Linked DNA regions of Mus musculus: region 2 is linked to region 1. Evidence: chromatin contacts called from public HiChIP or PLAC-seq data. All regions are on one chromosome and are shown on one strand. The core of a region is the stretch at or near the end of the contact, and the rest is flanking DNA. Distances in the headings are between cores, read along the strand shown.

Region 1 (3,033 bases), core at 172-2,671:
CGTCCCTCAGCAATTCCACAGTAGAAGCCTACCAGCAGAAGCTATGTCAAGTGCCAACCCTGCTGGCAGTTTAGAATACAGATCTAGGTAGCCAAGTCCTAACCAATAAAATATCTCTCATTTATTGAGTGCCTGCTGGATACCAGGTCCTTGCTATATGCTCAAAAGGAATTGTAAGCCAGACACGATGCACACCTATAATCCCAGCATTTGGAAGAGTCAGACTGGAAGACTGAGAGTTCAAAGCCAGCCTGGGTTAATAGCAGGCTTTAGTCCAGCCCTAGCCCCATAGAACAGCATGCCTTGCAGAGAAAATACATTGCATTCAAATATGGAGTGTGCTCAGGACAGCTGTAAATGGCAGAGTAGGCAGAGTGGGGACCAGCCTTTCTTTGGACCCAAGCCTACTTTTCTCCTACACCTCCACAAAAGCTCGCTTCTCCTACAGGATCCTTACAGGGATGTTAGGACATATCTGTTTGACAGTTTTCGTGGAACGTTTCCAGTGGTCAGACACTGGACTGAACCTTTTCATTTGCAGAGCTGTTGTCATCTGTGCGGTTATGAACTTAAAACACAAACTCTGACGTATGCACCAAGTACCTGAGCTTGACACTGGCTTAATTGTGGGACCTCCAGTAAACTACTCACAATTAATAAGAACCAGAGGGCAAATTGGGTTTTCCCATGTTTGGGTGGAGAGTGTTGAAGTTTCCAGGAGTTTAAGGCTTTTAATCAGCTATCGACCCCACCCCCCCACCCCCCCCCCCACCCCCCCCCCGCTTCCCGGGTGAGAGCTAACAGTTAACCATCTCACACTTCTAAGATTTTCGGAAACTTTCAATGAACTGCTGGGCAGGAGCCTTCTCAGAAATTTGTAAGGACGGATAGGAATCTGGTAGGCAGCGGGAGCTAACAAGAACATTGGATTCTGCACAACTTTGAAGTTCCATGTACGGCTCTGCGAGAATCTGGCACGGAGCAGGCGCTGAGGACCACTCAGAAGTAGCACAAGTGACCAACAGATGGGAAAGTCCCCATGCTGAAGACTGGGAAAAGAAACAGTGCAGACCCAGAGGAAGGCGATCCCCCTCCCCCCTTCCTTGCATCCTACAGATCAATTCCAGCCTGTCCAGAAGCCATAAGCCCCAGGGAGATGGAGGGAAGGGACAGAGTCGCTGGCTCCCACAGCTCTTTCCCCTACTTACTTGCTCCGAGGTGTCGTCCCAACTCCTTGCCTCTTCCTGGGACTCTGAGAAGAGGGGCAACCCCAAGCACAGCCCTAGCAGCAGGAGCATGGCGAAGCCAGAGCGCGCGACCTCTCTGGGACAGCGAAGGTTTTTCAGGGAGTTGGAGGAGCCGCGGCTGCAGAGAAACACGCTGCATCCAGCCCTTCCTCCACCAAAGCCCCGCCCATCAATGTCCCCGCCCCCTTTATGCCCTTCAGGCCATCCTGAGTCCTGTCGCCTGTCGCCGCACTACCACTACCCCAGGCCACGCCTCTCTGTCCCTTGGGGAGTTTAGAGGGCATCCTTGGCTCCGCCCACAACTCACCCTATGATCCCTATGATCCTAGTTTTGCCTCCCCTGGGCTCCAAGGTTGACCGCAGGCCAGCTTTCTGCAGGCCACCACCTCCATCCTCCAGCTTGAGGAGCTACTGGGTTCCCATGTTTGGTTCCAGGAGGAAAAGACTCCAGACCTGCCCTAGTTGAGTGCACAGCGAAGCGAACTTTGTCCTGCATGCAGTCAACAAACTTCAGTGGAACTTGTTTCCTCTGCCTGTAGCTGCCAGGTACATCACTCCAACCCTTCATCCCCCGGTTTCCTTCGCTTTAGGATTTGCATAATTCCTGTTGCCCAGATCAGCTTTTAGAGCTCACCTGAAGTCTAAAGTTGACAGGGGCCCGCCCTTAGTATCTGCCACCAATGCTAGAGTCACAAATAACACGAGATGACAACTGATGGTCTAAGGCACACAAGCTGCATTGTCCCATTTAATTGATGAACTCTGGTATTGGAGGACAGAAAAGAGAACCTGCGTTCGCTTTTGAGAACATAGAACATTTGAACCTGTTTGGATTTTAGCTGGGGAATGAGTAGCATGTATCTTGATTACAGAATGTTGGTTCTATTTCTGACTTGCCACAGGAAAACCACTTCCGGTGAACCTGCCATGCCTGACCTTTTGCAACCGTAGGTGTGGGGGGAGGGGCAGTCTTTTTGCCCTGTGCACAAATAATGTAGCTATGTGTTTAGTGCAAAAGGCAGTTGTCTCAAAGACATACTCTGTCTCTGGCAATTCCATCTATCTAGATAGGGTGAGAAACGGGCTTCTGTGACCAAAAATGGGGAAGTGGCTGCCCCCATCCTAGGCACGATATGTCCCGTTAGACAGCCAATAATAATCATGAGGTCTATAGAAACACAGAGAGTGTTGGCAGTGTGATGGTGGGTGTAGGGATGTCAGATCACAGAACCACATCAACTGACACATCATAACTAGGTAAAAACACACAGGAATACACTTCACAAAAATCAGCAACAGTAGGCATTATGGCTTGAGCAGCCACCTCCTCTTAAAACATCCCACTTATTATTCTTAGAGCAATGGTGTTCGTTCTGCAGAGAAATCAGGAGAAGTTCGAACAAGCAAACTTGGTGCTACTGTGAAATAAATGAAAGGAAGATCCTGGTCGTCAACGTTAATCATTTAATTAGCCTAATCACCCAGTAATTTAAAAGGCACACAGCCAGCAGGAAGAAAGGCTGCTCCAGCCAGGTTTCCACACAGAAACCACATAGAAACCTGGCAGCAAACAGGTTGTTTACAGTTGCTATTCTCACTAAGGAAAAAACCCTCAGATCTTCTCCACTAGCTCCCCCAGGGATGAATAACTATTTGTGAACTGAGAGTCCCCATTGCAATGGACAACATCAGGTTATTGGAAGAGGGACAGTAATGGCTACCATGATTTGGGGGCTTAAACAGACCAGGGATTCCATCTTCTTCATCTCTTAGATTCCTTTTATCC
Region 2 (2,750 bases), core at 10-2,509, 150 kb before region 1:
CTCTGGGTCCCTGCTTCTCCCCCCTCTTCAACAGCCATAGGTATTATCAAAAACCCAAGGAAAGGGCCACCCCTCTTGCCAGAAGGGCCGTCTGACTCATTCCTTTTTCTCCTTCTCCACCCCCCCCCCCCCACTCCACTGTGACCAAATAAGGTCAACTTCATCAGTACCTCAGAGTCAAGACTCCTGCCTAGGAACCAGCAAAACAGGAATGTGGACTAAAGAATGTTCGAGTTAGTTTTCTCTGGATACAGCCGTCCTTACAGCCTAGAAAAATGACAAGTTAATGGAAAGACATTTTCTTCTGTAGTTAAAAAGACAATAAAAATTAAATAAATAATTAAAAAAAGAGAAAGTCTAGAAAAATTCATGTGAGAATTGGCCACAGGAAATTTAACATGCTTTAATAGATATATTGATTTAGGTTTTACATTTTAATATTTTCATGTTCATAATGCCCGTTAATCTTGTCAACTTGTTGGAATTTAGAGTCATGTGGACACAAACCTAAGCGTATGCCGGGAGGAATTTTCTAGACTAGGGAGATTGAGACGGAGAAGACACACCCCAACATTGCTTAAACTGGGCTCTTAGAGCAAAAAAAGGCAAAAGACAGCAGCATTGTCTCTCCTGAGTCCCCACTGTGGACACCACGTGACCAGCTGCCGCGTGCTCCTGCGCCATCACCTCCCTGGGACAGCGCCCTGGAGCTGAGAGCTGGGAGAAGCCCGCCCTTCCTTAACTAGAGCCATGTGACCAGCTGCTGTGCTGATGCGCCATAAGCTCCGTAAACTCCCAGGGACCGGTGCCCTAGAGCTGGGAGCTGGGGGCTGGGAGCTGAGAGAAGCCTTTCCTTGAGCCAGCCAGCCAGCCAGCCTGTCTGCCTGCCTTAGCTATTGTCACAGCAGCAAGGAAAGTGACCAGTGCAGTACTCTAAACTTGAGTTTTAAAATGGTTTGGAAACGGAACTGTGAAGAAATTAGTAATAATGACACTGAACTAAAACTAAAATCATATTTTTCCCTCTTCTCACTTCACATTTTACAAATTGGATCACAGAATATTAAGTAAAAGAGGAAATCTTGTAATTCCATTATTCCATTAAATAGACTGAAACAAAATTAAAATGGATAATTTAATTTTCATTTGTTTTCATCTAATCCCGATCAGACCCATAAAATATTTTACACTCATAATCGCCATCAGAATTTTGAGTTGTTTTTCCCTGTGTTTCATTTATGAGAACTAGCCACGAGGGGGCGTTGTGGGCAGCCACGTGCACTGCCTTGACCCTCTTGCTACAGGAAGAGAAGCTGAGATACTTGCAAGCAGTGTTTTCTACAGCAGACTAAAGAGATCTTCCCTAATTTTTCTGTTCTCCTTCGTGCCATGTTCTTACACAGTACCTGGCCGACAGGAAGAACAGATGTGAACACTTGTTGACAATACCTGAGTCAAAATCAAAGCTGAGCTTATATGTCGTCATCTATCTGGTCCGTTTGTTAGCCAAGTGCCTGCCTGATCATATCTACCCAAACCAGGTATGAGTAAAATGTGGCTAAGAATTCTGCTAACTGAGCCACATCTCCAGCCTGACGATTGCTTTCTATGCAGTCATGATTTATCAATCCGCAGAACAACCAGAATTAAAGACATCAACACCAAGTGTTATCCTAACAGATTCCACTCGTCGACTGACCAATATTTCATGAACTTCATACAGAAAACTAGCATGGACTGTATTGTCAGTATCTATTTAAAGATATTCCTGTTATAAAGATGTATCAGAACTTATACAAGGTCAAACAACAAAAGCGCCTACTTTAGCCATTCAGAAGAGGCCTGCTCGATAATTTCTTAAATGTGCTTTTACTATGCCTATGTCGTTGTCCCACTCAGCATTGTCCGTTGGGTGTTAAGCACATCACTACACTATTCAACAGGGGCCCAGCTCTGTGTAATGGCTTGTTTCCCATGCACTGATAAATGTATTGCTTTTTAACAACATGTTGTTGTGGCCTTAGAGAGTTCCAGCTTCAACAATGTACATTGTGTTTATCCCCCGTCCCCCCATGTAGACAGCAGGAATGGGATCAATAAAGGAAAAGCATAATGGCTTTCCCTGCTTTATTTTAGTAGGTTATCTGATACTGTTTGCTGTTTTAGTCTTAGTCAATATTGGTGTCTCTGGGGGAGGTGGTGGGGACAGTGACTCTCCCCTCAACTCATTTCCTTTCAATGTTAAGCATAAAGCCAGTCAAGACAAAGGACACGAGGCGCTGGGGATTTAAAAGCAGTCCTTGAACCAATGACAGCTCAACCTAGTTTCTGTCACAGTGATGCTCTTTGCCCTTCCTGGGACTATGCTTGACTCTGTCCCACAAGCGTGTGGCCCCGAGGGTGAGGAAAGCAGGGTCAGTTTCTACAGAGGGCAACATGGCCACATCCCTTAGCTGAGGCTTTGCAGTGTCTCACGAACAGCTCAGGAACAGGTTTGAAAGGTCGGGACAGCAAAGTCTGCTGTAGTAGCAAACATACAAAGCAGAGGGGCTTCTTGGACTAGAGTCCGGATCTCTCATGTTGTAGTAAGGAACTGGGTTGTGGGGTACCGTGCATCTCCCCTCCTCATCTCTGAAAGTTTGCACCCCTACCTTCCCCTTCTGGCTGGATTTCCACAAGCGTGGATTCTCCACCTGAAATTGGAGAGGCAGAGATTCTACACAGAATAGTTGCTTTCACATCGTGTTTCC

Evidence for each region. HiChIP or PLAC-seq counts read pairs in DNA pulled down with a chosen protein or histone mark.
Region 2: an H3K4me3 HiChIP or PLAC-seq map of embryonic stem cells shows a contact between it and region 1, with 43 read pairs. The contact joins the enhancer-like site here to the promoter of Itih5 in region 1. A contact is called at or near these places in 6 of 39 promoter capture datasets (the C10 cell line, embryonic stem cells, hematopoietic stem and progenitor cells and 2 more), 2 of 15 datasets of contacts at CTCF or cohesin (CD8 T cells and large pre-B cells), 34 of 484 Hi-C or Micro-C datasets (CD4 T cells, CD8 T cells, the G1E-ER4 cell line and 21 more), 15 of 115 datasets of contacts at active chromatin or transcription factors (CD8 T cells, PVALB interneurons, bone marrow-derived dendritic cells and 10 more) and 3 of 9 other capture datasets (adipose tissue, liver and pancreatic islet).

What each region holds. Positions count from the first base shown.
Region 1 is chr2:10,151,931-10,154,963 of GRCm38.p6, reverse strand. It overlaps Itih5 (inter-alpha (globulin) inhibitor H5), which reads right to left and starts at 1,421. Exons shown (of 14, transcript NM_172471.2): 1 at 1,209-1,421. The coding sequence starts at 1,298.
Region 2 is chr2:10,298,955-10,301,704 of GRCm38.p6, reverse strand. No RefSeq gene overlaps it. Among named protein-coding and RNA genes, the nearest start is that of Gm31496, 7.3 kb to the left of the region's middle. Within about 2 kb of position 1,259, at least 63 of the 459 cell types and tissues checked have an H3K27ac peak or open chromatin away from gene starts, as enhancers often do. A contact at or near this core is called in embryonic limb bud, embryonic stem cells, stem cell-derived neural progenitor cells and 1 more, where this site is marked.